Regions from separate parts of the Capsicum annuum genome. Here region 1 is linked to region 2. The links are chromatin contacts, called in public Hi-C maps. All regions are on one chromosome and are shown on one strand. The core of a region is the stretch at or near the end of the contact, and the rest is flanking DNA. Distances in the headings are between cores, read along the strand shown. Region 1 holds the start of LOC107862522 (RINT1-like protein MAG2). Region 2 has its middle 5.8 kb from the start of LOC124897175.

The links. Hi-C and Micro-C count contacts between places; a contact is called where the count stands out from the background.
Region 1: a Hi-C map of leaf shows a contact between it and region 2, with 2.5 times the contacts expected there. The contact joins the promoter of LOC107862522 here to the enhancer-like site in region 2. A contact is called at or near these places in 4 of 5 Hi-C or Micro-C datasets (bud, leaf and placenta).

The regions. Positions count from the first base shown.
Region 1 is chr3:250,015,140-250,022,825 of UCD10Xv1.1, forward strand. It overlaps LOC107862522 (RINT1-like protein MAG2), which reads left to right and starts at 5,296. Exons shown (of 4, transcript XM_016708126.2): 1 at 5,296-5,860; 2 at 6,307-6,393. The coding sequence starts at 5,569. It overlaps LOC107862521 (F-box/kelch-repeat protein At1g74510), which reads left to right. Exons shown (of 2, transcript XM_016708125.2): 2 at 1-1,607. The coding sequence ends at 1,316.
Region 2 is chr3:249,983,220-249,990,883 of UCD10Xv1.1, forward strand. It overlaps the pseudogene LOC124897174. Among protein-coding and RNA genes, the nearest start is that of LOC124897175, 5.8 kb to the right of the region's middle. Within about 2 kb of position 2,157, at least 3 of the 5 cell types and tissues checked have an H3K27ac peak or open chromatin away from gene starts, as enhancers often do. A contact at or near this core is called in bud and leaf, where this site is marked.

The DNA of each region.
Region 1 (7,686 bases), core at 4,046-6,545, 35 kb after region 2:
GATCGAATCATGTTTCAAGGGATTTGCCTTGCGTGTGCGAGCAAGCGAGCAAATGGATATACTATGCTTTCCATGTCATTGAACAGTCGAAGGGAAAGCGCCCTTTGGAGGATGTAGCAGACATTGGTTGGAGAAAGTCATCCAAGCTGCTTGATGCCCAAGAGAAGGAGGAAGCTGCGAGGTGCCTTCATAATCTTTCACTCTGTCAAGAGGAACACTCAGATAAGCAGCATGATAGTGGCACTCGCTCTGATTCAAGCTCTTTAATCCACCAAATTGGGCGAGACCTTTCAGTAAATTGCCTGGTTCGTTGCTCAAGGTCAGATTATGGGTCAATTGCTTCTTTGAACCGGAGCTTTAGGTCTTTAATTCAGAGTGGAGAACTGTATAAGCTCAGGAGACAGATGGGTATTGTAGAACATTGGGTTTATTTCTCGTGCAACCTTCTTGAGTGGGAAGCTTTTGATCCCATTCGCTGTAGGTGGATGCATTTGCCAGCAATGACATCAAATAATTGCTTCATGTGTTCTGACAAGGAATCGCTGGCGGTTGGTACTGAACTTCTTGTCTTTGGAAAGGAAATTGAGTCCCATGTTATCTACAAATACAGCATCGTGACCAACTCATGGTCATCTGGGATGAAGACAAATACACCTAGGTGCCTCTTCGGCTCTGGAAGTCTTGGGGAAATTGCAATCGTAGCAGGCGGTTGTGACTCAAGGGGCAATGTACTAAGCTCTGCAGAGCTTTATAATTCTGAAACAGGAACATGGGAGGCTCTGCCGAGCATGCATGAACCAAGAAAATTGTGTTCTGGAGTATTCATGGATGGGAAGTTCTATATAATTGGTGGGGTTGGTGTTGGCAATTCAAATGTACTTACTTGTGGCGAAGTGTATGATTTCAAAGCAAGGTCTTGGGCTCTGGTACCTGATATGTTCCCAGCACGTAACAGAGGAGCTGGAGCTAATGATGCTCCTGCAATAGCTCAGGCACCTCCACTCTTAGCAGTTGTAAAGAATGAGTTATATGCTGCTTATTATGCTGAAAATGAAGTTTGGAAGTATGATAAGAGAAGAAACTTATGGATTACTATAGGAAGATTGCCCGAGCAGGCGACCTCTATGAATGGTTGGGGGCTAGCATTTAGGGCATGTGGAGATCAGCTCATAGTTATTGGAGGACCTAGGTCATTAAATGGGCGATTCATTGAGATTAATTCTTGGGAACCTACAGAAGGCGAACCAAATTGGAATTTGTTGGGGAGAAAACATTCAGGAAGTTTTGTCTATAATTGTGCAGTGATGGGTTGCTAAGGTGTCTTAGTTTGGATAGGAGGACCGAAATCTGTATGATCTCCTCTCTGCATTTAGATTCTCAAACTCACTTGCTTACGTTTGATCTTTTGCTGCCAATTTGTATCTTTGTCAATTGGTTAACGTGAAAAATTCATGATGTGTAGAAGTGACATACAGCAATAAGTTGAAACAGAGGTAAGGTTCTAGTTTGCCATGAAGATTTGAAAAATAGGACTGAAAACATAAGCGGAACAGCGTTGTAAATTGATAATTTAAATTTCATTTATATTTTAGTTTTTCGTTCTTCCATGAAACTGTTCGTTTGTGCTTATGCATTGTATTTTCTCCGTCTTTCCAGCATTTTATGCATGCAATATAATGTTTTTTGGGTAGAGGTGTCTATCATGTATTCTTATTAGTTACTTAGTCTCATGCTGCCCGCGAAATGCCACAGTGTTTTTTCACTTCTGTCCCAAAAAGGTATCCCTACGAATGGCGCTGTTGTTGATGGGTATTTATATGCTATAATGTCACATGAACCTTTGATTTCTGTCCCGCTTTCATGGTAGAGGTGTCTATCATGTATTTTCTGTGCTACTATAGTAGGTCGAGTATTTCTGTGGTTCTCTTTCTTTATCAATAGATGACAGCATCGAAAGCACAAGATAGTATTTCCTCATTTGTCCAAGTTTTGGTGGACAAGCACTTGCATTGGTGGGATGATGGTAGATATCATATATATTTTGTTATATTAGACGAGATGTGTGCAGGCTAACTCGAACACCATATTTGTTTGGAAAGAACAATCTCTGCAAAATCACGTCCTCTATAATCCTGAAGACTGTGAAGCATGGTGGGTACAGATTTTTGTCGTTCAAAGTACCATTCTGTTAACTATCAGAGATCCCATTTTGTTTGTTAGAGTACCTTTTATTTTGGGGGTCTCCCACAGTAGGTGTCCCTACCCATTTTAACTTTTTTTTCCAAGCAGGGTAAGGTTGAAAATCTTTGTGCAGTCAGTTCCAACAGTGACGCTGGGAAAGTTTTCAGAAACAGGCCTACAATAATGTGTGCAACTTTAACACTGCGCTTGGATTCATGGACGAATTCTGGAAAATTCAAAATTTTTGCTTTACGCTGAGAGGTCGTTTGGTACACTGGATGAGATAAGTAAGGATATCTGGGATATTCCATGGAATTATTTTATCCTTCCCTTCACATGGGATAGTAATCCCACCATTTTAGTACAAATGGTGGGATAAAATTGTTCAGAAATTAAGTAATACTTTATATCAAACATGGGATGAAGTTAATCTCAAATTTTATTGCGGAATTATTTTTTTATCCGTCCTACCAAACGACCCCTAAATGTCCTACTACTTCTAAGGGATTATCAATAGAGATAATCAAATGTCACTAGTGTCGGTTCTTGCATATCATTCCAAGTCATAGTAGATTTTCTACCATTGACCAGAATTCACTAAACTAAACCAAATAAAAGAAAAGGAAATTTAATATGAAGTGTTAGCTTTACCTAAAGCAAATATCGAGATCCAAAACAATTTCTTTTTATGTTATGTTTGTTAAAAAAGAAGTGGGCAACGCTAAAAAAAAAATAGCAATAAACAGGAAAAAAATATGAGTGAAAAATTATGAAAATGAGAAATATGAGGCAAGACTCGATTTAGATAGTCAATAAGCCACTAGACTGCTCGCTATGCTATTCATGGGTTTGAAAAAGGTCAAAAGATCAAATCACAAAGTCTATTATACATGATTTTATTTTACATTTTTGCAAGATGTTATTTTAATGTTTCATCAAAAATAAAAGAATATCATAGTGAGAGGAATGCAAGAAAATATTTCGCTGTTACATGAAAATAGAAGAATATCATAGTGCAAAGAAGTGACATCGAAAGATATGACATCCCATTTTCAATATCGCAATGGCTTTTCTCGCAGCTTTCTTCTATGCGTACATTATATATGCAAGTTCCCTTTTATTTTTGATAATACTTTTATATATTGAAGTATTACTCTCTCCCTTTAAAAAAGAATGATCTAATGTGAATTGACACGAAATTTAATAAAATAAAGAAGATTTTTGAATCTTCTAATTTTAAATTAAAGATATGCTAAATATACCAAAAAATCCTTCAATCTTGTGATCTTAAACATATCATGAAAAAAGTTAAAATTAAATAGTTGCAAAAAAAAAAAGGAAAGGGGTAATGCTTTTTTAAACAAACTAAAAGAAAAACAGATCATTCTTTTTAAAACGGATGGAGTAGTATATAATTTTATACCATACGGCAAGGAAAATAGACTACAATCTATTTGGATGGACTTTATATTTTTCGTTTTGGGAAAAGATTCAAATATTTTAAGTTTGACATAGATAAACCAAACTTATAACGAATGAAACAGATAGCCATTTTCAATAGTTCATATTTGAGCCTTTGCCCTTTTGTTTTTTTAGCTTAAAATAAATTTAATTTTTTTTTTTATAAATTTTAATCAAACACTATTTTATAGTACCTAAAATTTATTTCGACTTCAAAATTATTTTAACTAAGGCAGTCCAATCAAGCAAGGATTATTCTTTTTTCGAAAAAGGTATAAATATACCCTTGAACTTTGATAAATGGTATATATATACCCTCCGTTATACTTTAGGTACAAATATACTCCCGCCGTTAATGATTTGGTACATATATATCCTTCTCATTAACGGCGTGCCACGTGTCGCGATCCTAATAATTTATCCATTTTATTTACGAAAAAGGTACAAATATATCCCCGAACTATGATAAATGATACATATATACCCCAGTTATACTTTAGGTACAAATATACCCCTACTGTTAATGATTTGGTACATATATACCTTCTCATTAACGGCGTGCCACGTGTCGCGATCCTAGCAATTTATTCATTTTTATTTATTTTATTCCCAAATAATTAATCCATCCTAACTGATCCAAATTGAAGCTTCACGCGTGTACGCCTAAAGCTTCTAAGAGCTGCAGAAGCAAACAGGGCAACAAATGCTGCCAAAATATTTATGCGAGAAAATTCTTACTTCATGATGACTCTTGGAGGTTATAACGTAGTAAGAAATCAGATTCTGGTGAGGTTAAATTGAATGTGTCAATTTTTTTTCTCTGTAAACTATTCTGTATGTCAATATATTCATACTCATGCATATTAATCTTTCATTCTTCTTGATGCATACTTCAAAACTCATCACAATTTGCAGATTATATTAGTTGACTTTGTGCGAGAGTATATGCCAAAGACTTCAGGTGTAATTGAACTTCAAGATTCTAATGAAAAAAAGTAGAATGTCCGTTGCATCAGGAGGAAAATGCGGATGACTTTATGCAAAGAATGGTCGAAATTTATTAGGGATATCAGTTTAGTGGTAAGATACGCATTTGTAGGGTTAAAATGCCTTCAGATTTGGTTCGTCGCTGCCATTTGCATCAATCCGCCGTTCAATTTTGAGGCTCAGAAGCTTTTGGCATAAACGCGTCTCTTAGAAGCTTCAATTTGGATCGGGTCGGGTTGGAATGTAATGGGTCGGGTAGTGGATTTTTAATTATAGTGGATTAATTATTGGAGGGTAAGATAAATAAAAATGGGTAAATGGCTAGGATCATGACACGTGGCATGCCGTTAGTTAAGAGGGCCCATATGTACCAAATCATTAACGGTAGGGGTATATTTGTATCCAAAGTATGACGAAGGGTATATATGTACCATTTATCAAAGTTCAGGCGTATATTTGTACCTTTTCAGTATAAAAATGGGTAAATGGCTAGGATCGTGACACGTGACATGCTGTTAGTTAGGACGGTATATTTGTACCAAATTATTAACAGCAGGAGTGTATTTGTACTAAAAGTATGACGAACGATATATATGTATCATTTATCAAAGTTTTTTTTTTTGTTTAGAACAAATATAATGACGAAGTTGCCCTTATGTTAAATTCCCATTTCAGCGGCCAAATCAGAATTAATTAATTCCGCAAAAAGTCAAAACCAAAACCCTCTCCGATCCACCGAAATAATCAGCAAAGCATCTTCTTCCCTAGCTGTGTTCCAGTTGACTTCAACTTTTTTGGTTATAGGGGCTTGCCTGTTGGTGCTGTTTCACATTTCAATTCCATGTATTCCAAGTCTCAAAGCCGTTAACTGCACTGCACTTTACATTGCAATTTTGATTCCTTTTTTTTAATTAATTATACATCCGAATGCATTAATAAATGGATCAGAAAATTCGAAATTTACCTCCGCCATCATCTCTCTCCGCCTCCGTCGTTTCTTTCCTAAACGCGAAGATTAATGCGAAAGAAGACCTTGAACAGGCTCCGGTTCTTCTTTCGGAGCTCCGAAATCAGTGTCATGTACTCGATCAAAACCTTTCGGATCTCAATGCACAGCTCCGGAACTATTTGATCAATCACGATTCCCGTTCGGAGAAAACTGGTGCTCTTCTCAGTGATATTGATGCCAAATTAGGAGATCTTCACTTAGCTTCTTGCTCTTCTTCATCAGGTACACCTGCCATTTTTTTATTTATAACTGTAGTGTTGGGACCAGACAGATGAGAAGAAATCAACTACTCCCTCTATTCCTTTTTAATTGCTCCCTTTTCATTTTTAGGGTCGAACACTATAAATTTTGACAAACATTTTAAGTTGCATTTCTTAATCAAATTGGAAAAAGGAAAATTGTAATTTATACTACTTTTCGTGTAGTTTTTGAACATCTAAGTTTCAGTTTTAGAAAATCAAATTAATCTAATCTAATTTTGCGTTGAAACTAGTCAAATTGACTCATGGAAAACAAGGGGAGCAATTAAAAAGGAATGGAGGGAGTAATGTTTTTGTCTCTGTTGGAATTTGAACCTGATATCTCATAGACTTGCCAATTTGTTATTTATTGCTTTACTTTTATGTGCAATTTCAAAAAAAATATATAATTGTCCTTTGTTTGCCTAGATGGAGGATCAGGGAAGGTACTGGGACAGGAGCTACCGGCATTGGCTAAGGAGGTTGCCAGGGTTAACACTGTGCGAATGTATGCAGGTGAGTTCACATTTGAAAATCTGTTGAACTTTTCTGATCTCTATGTTTTCTTATGGATTGAATTTCTCACTTTGTCCCTAACACATAATCTGAAATGCATTGAGTAAGTAAATTCAGAGTTCAACAAGGAAGAAATATGTTTCATTGTGAATCTATTGGGGAATGAAACAGTAGCCTTTAGGTACATTGCGAAGAGATATCAGATATCAGTTTTGTTCTTGTATCTAGCTAGTTTAACGTTGACAAATTCTGCCACATTATTGGACGACTGATTCAAGACCTTGTTGCAATCTTGTATATCTAGGCTATGAGAGACCAAGCTAGCTTGTTTTACCAACTCTAGATATTATAGCCATGACAAGACATTGAGACACATTTATGATAGCTGAGTATCTAAGTGTCTGGTGGATCCAGAGGAAGGAAATCTCGGTTAGTAGCTTTAGTTATTGGGATACAAAACCGTAGCTGCTATCTTACTTTACGTGTATTAGCGACTGGACACCAACTTTTTTGATTCTGAAGGAAAATACTAAGATAGGGTATATTTAATTTAGGTTGCTCATTTAGTTTTGCAGAATATTAGGTGTTAGGATTACTTATATTCAAAAGGTTATGGTTAGTAGATGTAGCTGTCTTGATCTCTTAAAGAACTTGATGATTTGATGCACATGAATTAATTCAGTTGCTCATTGACATATGAAGATGAAGACTTGGATAAAGTACCAAAGAAGAAGCCGTGGTAAAAATATTGGTACAGTACACTAGCTTGCAGAAGCAATGTCTTTTCGCTGGATTAAGTGCTATATTTAGTGCTTAGGTAGCAGGGACAATTAGACATTCTAGGCTACCACTATTTGATATGCAGCGTTGAAAATCTACGAAGAAGCTATTTTCTCATGTTTGTTTTTAGTTTCAATAGTTCTTCCTAAAGGAGATATAGCAGCGGTTCTTTGGAATATTTGAGTTTTTTCCTTCTAAACTTGGAGAGTTTTCTGCTGTCGGAATAGAGATTTTGATTAGAAGGTAACATTCTGCAGACGAGGTCATTTCTTATCGAGTTTCTATGAATAGCAAAGATCACCATCAGTATGAAATAGAGGGCTTCTTCAGCTTTTTACTTTATTTTAAACTAGAAAAAGGTAATGAGGCATCTTCAAGCTTAGCACGTATCTTTTTCGGTCTATTAAGTTTTGTTGGTATCCGAAATCTAACAATATTTAGAAAATCTCGTCCATTTAAACTCTGGTGCAATCGATGTACAATGTCTTTGAGCTTGACATAAATATAGTGGTA
Region 2 (7,664 bases), core at 907-3,406:
GTTATAATTTAATAATAAATGGATGGTGCTATTTCCGGATGAAGTTCCTATGCTGAAAGAAGCTAAAAAGATACTACGAAGGGAGGCTTTTATTTCCAACTTTGTTGATAGTTTTTATTTGTCAGTGTCCCACAAAAAAAGGGAATTTTTTTTTTTCATATTTTAGTCTTAATATTAATTACTTATTCCTCAAGTATCTTTTAAAACCTAATACTAAACAATAGTACGGTAAAATATTCATATATAAATCACTGAAGCATAGTGTTTATTGTCGAGGGTCATGAACTGTTCATAAATAGCTTTTTCCATTCTACAGATTTTCAATTGCTGTAATCCCAAGTTTGTTTTGAATTGGCGATATATTGTTATAAAAGCAGCTGTTCAGAGACCCTATAGTACACCTTAAACATGTTGCAAGACGTGCCTGATTGGTCGGAACTTCCATATGATCTGCTGGTCTTGATAGGTAGATGTTTGAATTTGATTGTAGACTATATAAAATTCTGCAAATCATGGCACTCTGCAGCCACCAAGAACAACTTTAACAGTGACCTACCAAGAGTTCCTTGGCTGATGTTAGCGGAAGAAGAAGATAATGAGGGAAATTCCTTTCGAAGATTCTTCAGCCTTTATGATGGCATGATCTTGAAGAAGAGGATTCCAAAAGCCAGCAGAAAACGATGTATGGAGTCTATGGGTTGACTTATCACAGTAGGAGCTGACGAGGGTGAAATTAGTCTGCTACATCTCTTCTCTGATGTTCACATTGAATTGCCCCATCAAAATACCACCTTAGATTATGACGATCCCGACGATCACTTGGCTGACTGGATGATGGACCTTTATTCGCAAGGCAGTTTTATCAGCTAGTCCTTCTCATACATCCGATTACGTTTTCGTGGTCATTGAGGGGGGCATGGGGTTCCTCAGTTTCTGGAGACCTGGAGATTTGAGATAGACTAGAGTTGTTTGGGAAGGAACCTATCAGAATCTATTTGTCGATTTGCTGTATTTTAATGGCAAAATTTATACCGTGAATTATTCGGGTGAAGTACTAGTTTGTGATGTTGATGATGTTGTTGGCCCTCAAGGTCATATCATAGCGCAGATACCATTTGAACCTCAAGGAGTTGTAGAACACTTGTACATCCTAGAATCACTAGGATCATTATTTGTAATTTCGCGATATGGTGTTCGAGTTAGGCCAATCGAAGATGATTGCGATAGCTTTCCATTGACGCTGAGGCCGGATGAACGCGAATTGTTGGGGGACGGTGAGTTCACATATGGGACAACAGATTTTCGAGTTTTTCAGGTCGATTTAGTGACTGGCAAAGTGACTGAAACTGAGGAATTAGGAGACATGGCTTTTTTTTTGGGTGCTAATGCTTCTCTTTCAGTCCAAGCTTCTCAATTTCCAGGAATCAAGCCCAATCATATTTATTTTACAGACGACTGTTTTGAATCATACCTCTGCTATGAAGAAGGAGGCGGACGTAGCAGATGGCAGCATCCAGCCGCATTACGATGGTGTTTCCCTCAGTTCGTTTTGTCCTCCTATTTGGGTAACACCAACTTCGTATTAAGTCCTTTATTTATTCTGTTTGTTATGCTATATGTTACTATTGTTTAACAATAAAGTCAAATGCTTTTAATTTAAATAGTTACAGTATCATTTACCTTCAGATCGAACTGGTTGCTGTATCTTTGTTGTTTCATATAATTGGACAAAAGATATTCTATTAGTTGTTATACTTCCTTAATTTTGTTGTATTGGAATGCTGCTAGAAATTGTTCAACATCTAATGATCCTCAACTGGATAGAACTTTGTCTTTCTTCTTCTTCCTGTAACGAACTGAAGAGAAAGAAGGTGCCCAGCCTGATATTGAGACACAGTCACCTTTACTAGGCGGTGTTACCATCTTCTACCTGTCTATAGGAAAAGGAGGAGGGTATAAGATGCTTTCTATTACTACTATGCTTCAATTTAAGTGTTTTGAAACTAATTCTTCAACTGCTTGATTGAATTTCAAATGGGAATTGATTTATTACAAGGTAAAATATAGTGAGTTTTCCGCAGAAAGACCAAAATATACGACGGATGTTTAAAGAGACTGCCATTCTGCTGTTACTTATATAATCATTAGCATCTCTTGCTTGAAACGGTAGAAGCAACAAGGGGAAAAAGAAAGAGGATGTTTCAGTTGATGTATCCTCTAATCCACCTTGACATTATCCTTTGAACCTACCCAGCCCTTAATCCTAGTGACCGATGTTTAACAACGTAACTCTGACCTTGTATGAACTTCCATGTCTTCCTTCTCCGACATATCCAGCTGCAGCTTAAAGTAAATTCTTGAATCTCGATCTCTGGATACCATTGCGCTTTTTGGAGATGTTACTTAATACTTCGATCGACTGGGTTTCATTAGCAGAGCTGATGGTCTTGTTGTGAACATTTTCCCCGGACCCGGGCATAGCGGGAGCTTTAGTTACTCCATCTTTGGAGTGCCATTGCTGCTTTTCTCCTTGTTGCTCTTAAATAGTATTTACACAAGTAGAATTATGATAAGCTAGTAGTGGAATGTGGTTTTATAAAGAATTTAAATTTTGGTGCCCCGTCAGTATACAAAATATTCTGCACTGTCATGTAAGCTTGACTTGCTATTGCAGGTTACTTAATTTTTTCTTTTTTAGTTTTTTATGTAAATAATTGGGTAACCTGCAATGGCAGATCAAGTTAAGTGATAGTGTAGAATATTTTGTGCACTGACGCACATAACTTAAACTCTTTATAAATGGCCCACCACATAATCCTTATTACCTGGAAAACTGCTGGAAGCAAAATTGACCTTGCTGTGAACATGCCTTTTCCCCTAATTGTCGTAATTTCATCTTAAAAGGAAACGTATCAGCTGATTTTGTGTCGCTAAATTGTTCCCTAAGTTCTCTATAATAGAAGAATCTTTTGGGGGCAATAGACTAATATAAACAGCCTTCAAGATAAAAAGCTCCTTATACTACCCTTAGTATTAATTAAATGAATGTCAACGAGTGACATTGATATAGTTAAGCACTGAAACCAAGAATGTCAAATATTTCTCGATTTTTAGATATTGACTTGTGTGTGTGAGGCTCTCATTATTAACAGTAGTCCAAACAAACGGATTACTTAAGGGTGTAGTTGCCAGTTTATGCCTTGATGATACACGTTCATATGTCTAATCCTTCATGCTTTTTCTGGCAATCTTTGTGGAAAATAAGACGAGTAACAATATGGTTAATCTTATAAATTTTTACTGATGTATTTCAAATTATATGATGTAATTTGATTAGGTACAAAATTTATAAAGAAAGAAATATCTTTTGAATTATGATATTAAATAGAGAAAATTACGGCCCCATATCTTTGGTCATCTAGTTTAGGTTTACAAAATGTATACATAGAAAAATTACATAATATCACTATCAGCGGCGGAGTCGAGATTTTCATTAAGGGGGTTTAGAAGTAAATATACGAACTAGTCGAACGGGTTCAACATCTACTATATATGAATAAAAAAATATTTTCAATCATGTAAAAATAGTATTAAAACAGTATAATTTTTCGTCGAAGGAGGTTCAAATGAACCCCCGAGAGCACATGTAGCTCCACTCCTGATCACTACTTAACTTATCATAACTATTTAAAATTTCAATTCTTTTAAACAGTTACACAAATCTTGATTTTACTTTCTCTCTCTATTAAAAGCTCGAATATATCATAGAAGAATGTGATGTATCTATGTAAAATTTGGTGATGTATCTGAAAAAATATAATGTATTTGTACAAAATTAAGTGATATATACGAAAGAGTTTAAGTGATATATACGAAAGAGTATGATGTATCCTTATAAATTTAAGTGATGTATTTGTGTAGACTAAATCAATATTTTTTAGTAATATTAAGAAGAATTGTGATACGGAATAATTAACTTCAAAAAATTGAAATTTATGTAAGTTTTTACAAATTTTTATTTACATAGCATTGTTGTCAACTTGTCATAGAATAAAGAATTTAATGGCCTAAACATATTAATGTATCTTTAGCTAGATTGGCTAAATTAATTTTCTACATTCTTTTAATTTTATATAAATAACATAAATACCAACCCGAAATTAATTACACTCTCTTCTATTTTTTTAATTACTTTACTCTCTCTCCCTATTAATATACATAACATAGTCGATATATACATATCACTCTGTGTATATGTTGGAATTTTGTAACATATTTAGGGAGTTAGATTTTTTATAATATTGAAAACATAAGTTGTGTATTTGTGTAATTTTTAGTTTAATTTTTGTGTATCCTCATTATGACTGGTTACAAGGGTTTCAAGCACGCGTTAATAAGGAGTCGTTGGTATTTTGGCCCTCAGAAAAAATGCACGTACATACATATATTATAAATATTGTATATATTTCTGTATTGACACCCTAAAAAAAAAAGCTAAAATAGTTTCATTAGCTGATTAATGGTACACGAGTGAACATTTAGGGGGATCACATTTAGTTCGATTGATCTTAGCATTTTTTTTCAAATTTTAATTTCTTGATGTTATATTTTACCAGTTACGGCCTACTTTTTATTTTTTCTCTTTATTTTTTGGCTTGTTTTTCTCTATGGTTTTATCCCAAACTTGTAGTAAGAAATTGACATATTTATGTTAGTTAAAGAAAAAATTATTCATATAATTAGTTAATATCCTAAATAGTCACACAATTTATGACTTTCTCTCAGAAAGTCACTTAACTTTAATTATTTCTTCAAAAGTCCCTCAGAAAGTCGCTCAATTTTGAGTTGAGCAACTTTTAAAGTAAAAATTGAAGGTGGGTGATTTTCTAAGAGAAGAATACAGGTTAAGTGACTTTTTAAGTAAAGATTAAAGTTTAGTGACTTTCTGAGATAATAAAGACACAAGTTGGTTAACCACTTGATATAATAACTCTTCATGTGGTGACGCATCGACACATTTAACTTTTGAATCCACTTCTATTAATAGTGTGATTTAGCAGCGATTAGCATGGCCGTAGTTTGTATTGGTGTTTAATACTATTGTATCCTTCTTTTCAGTGGAGCTAATATGCCAAACAATTTTCATATATCAGTCTCGTTATGTTAGTTAAGGTTGATTTTTTTTCTTTTTGGTAATTAAAATTTTTATTAATCACCAGTAATGCTTAACAATACAGGGCGTACAACACATCCTGCCTATCCCTCTCAACTTGCCTATACTACCATAAAACCTTCCACTTACTACTTACATCACTTGATTGAACATGACAATTCAAAAAACTTCCTATTGAAACTAAGTCTAGTACATAAATTTATCTTTGCATCATGCAGAATAGCCTCTTGATTTTGTACACTCATTGAAATACCCGTGCAATCCTCTCTATCCACACCTTATGTATTACCACATCTAATCCTGCTTTAAGAATGGACCCCACGTCTTCATTCGTCTAGCTTGGATATTCACCCGTTGTCATTCCTCATTCCAGTCAGCTACATTATGTGAGCCACCTATCCAATTGGTGATTTTCCTAGTAAAAGGATAATTAAATTGTTGCCAGATTTCCCTAGTAAAAGAATAATTAAAGAAAAAATTTTATCATGCATTTCATACGCCGTGACATAGTTGTATGAGGCATGTGTAATTTTGACAAATGGAGTTTTTGGCCCCATTTGTCAGGCTAATGTTTTCTCATTCCTCTTAGAATTTTCTTTCATTTTCACTATTATTAACCTTCTTTTTTTTTTTGAAAAATCATTTTTTGCTCTTCTTTATTGGTGTTACCTTTTCTTTCTTTTTTCCTTTCAATTCTTTTCCTGTGCTTCTGATACTAAATATACGTTAGACTATAAATATTATTTATAATATTTTAAAATATATTTTTACTTTATTTTAAAATATTTATTTAGCCATAAATATTATAAAATATATTTTCATAATATTTGAATTTTTGAAAAACACCTCAAGAGGTGTTTTCACTATTTTGGGGTTGTTTCTATATTTTAATTTATTTTTTAAAAATTATTTTTTTATTTTCGTAAAATAACTTAAATTTTATAAAAATCTGTTTTTTTAAGTTTATTTTCACTTTTTATATATTCTTTTACTTCAAAAATATCCTATTTCTCAAATACTGTTGTCAAACACAATTCCAACTCTATTTGCAATTTCAAAAATATCAAATATGGAGAACCATCATATATTTTTTTATTAAATGCATCTTTTATATAGAAAAAATATTTTAAGCGGGTTATGTTAAGAATTGGATCGAATTTTAAATAGGTTCGGTCCTAAATAAAGTTAAATATTAATTTTAATTTTTAAATTTTTTCTCTAAAAATTAGAATTGTCACATCATTAAAAACTAAAAACTGTAGTTCGAGCTAAAATAGCAATGGAAACTAACTAAATAAAGTTGAGTGACTTTGACGGTCAATTATTATAAGTTGAGTGATCGTTTGTATATTTAACAGATAGAGATAGTATTCTTTATATTTAATATGTTTGTCTGATTTTTGATTTGGCACAAAGATTTTTAAAGTTTTCGATCTTAAATTTTAAAGATATAAAATATATCAAAATATCTTTTTAACTCGTGCGATTTTAAATATGTCACGTGAAAAATTAATAATAAAAAAAAATTGAAATTGACCTAAAAAAAGTGAGACAAATGCAAAAAATACAATGATTATTACATAAATTTAATTTGGTGATAAATTATCTACAAATAAGAACTAAAGAGAAAAGCTTTCATTTTCCTTGATATCACGAGCACGCAATAAAATTGAACGAAAAAGATAAAAAGAAAGAAAATAAAAGAAAAAGTAAATCCCAAAAAAAGAAGAGCAAAAAATGAATGGTGAAAAAAAAAGGTTTACAGTGGAAATGAAAAAGAAAAAGAAAATGCAAAGGGGACAAGGAAAACTGCTTGACAGGTGGGGCCAAAGATCCATTTGTCAAAATAGGAAGTGTCTCATACAACTATGACATGGCGTATGAGATGCATAGTAAAATTTTCCTAATTAAAGAATCAGTGGGTACCCGTTTGTTCCCTTTCTGCATGATAGAACGGACATATATCTTCTTCTATGAGTCCCCAGTTTAGCAACCTATCCTTGGTTCTAATCTTTCTATGCAATGATAGCCAAAGTATGAACACCTGTTTAGGTTCAACTGCACTGCTACATACCAAATTCTTCCAGTTTACATCCTTTATCTCTTTTTTAGTATTCTATAAGCTGCAACAATTTTAAACTTTCCTTTGTGTACGACCTGCTCATTATTGATGACATTATTCCAGAATTTCTCATGTTGAAGATTTTCCTCACCATCCATGAAGCCTGGGCGGGTCTCTCCATATGTTGTAAGCTCCCCCCTTGAATATAGTAAGAGTGGATCCAGGTTATCCACAAGTTTTGTTTGTTCTAACTTAATGCCCAGAGAAGTTTACATATTGCTGCTTGATTCCAAACATTTAAATTAGTGATATTTAGTCCACCTGCCCCTTTAGGTAAACACACTTTATTCCATGTTATTAAAGTTCTTTTAGTAATACTAGCTTGATCATACCACAAGTAACTTCTGCACACAACCTCTATTAACTTTA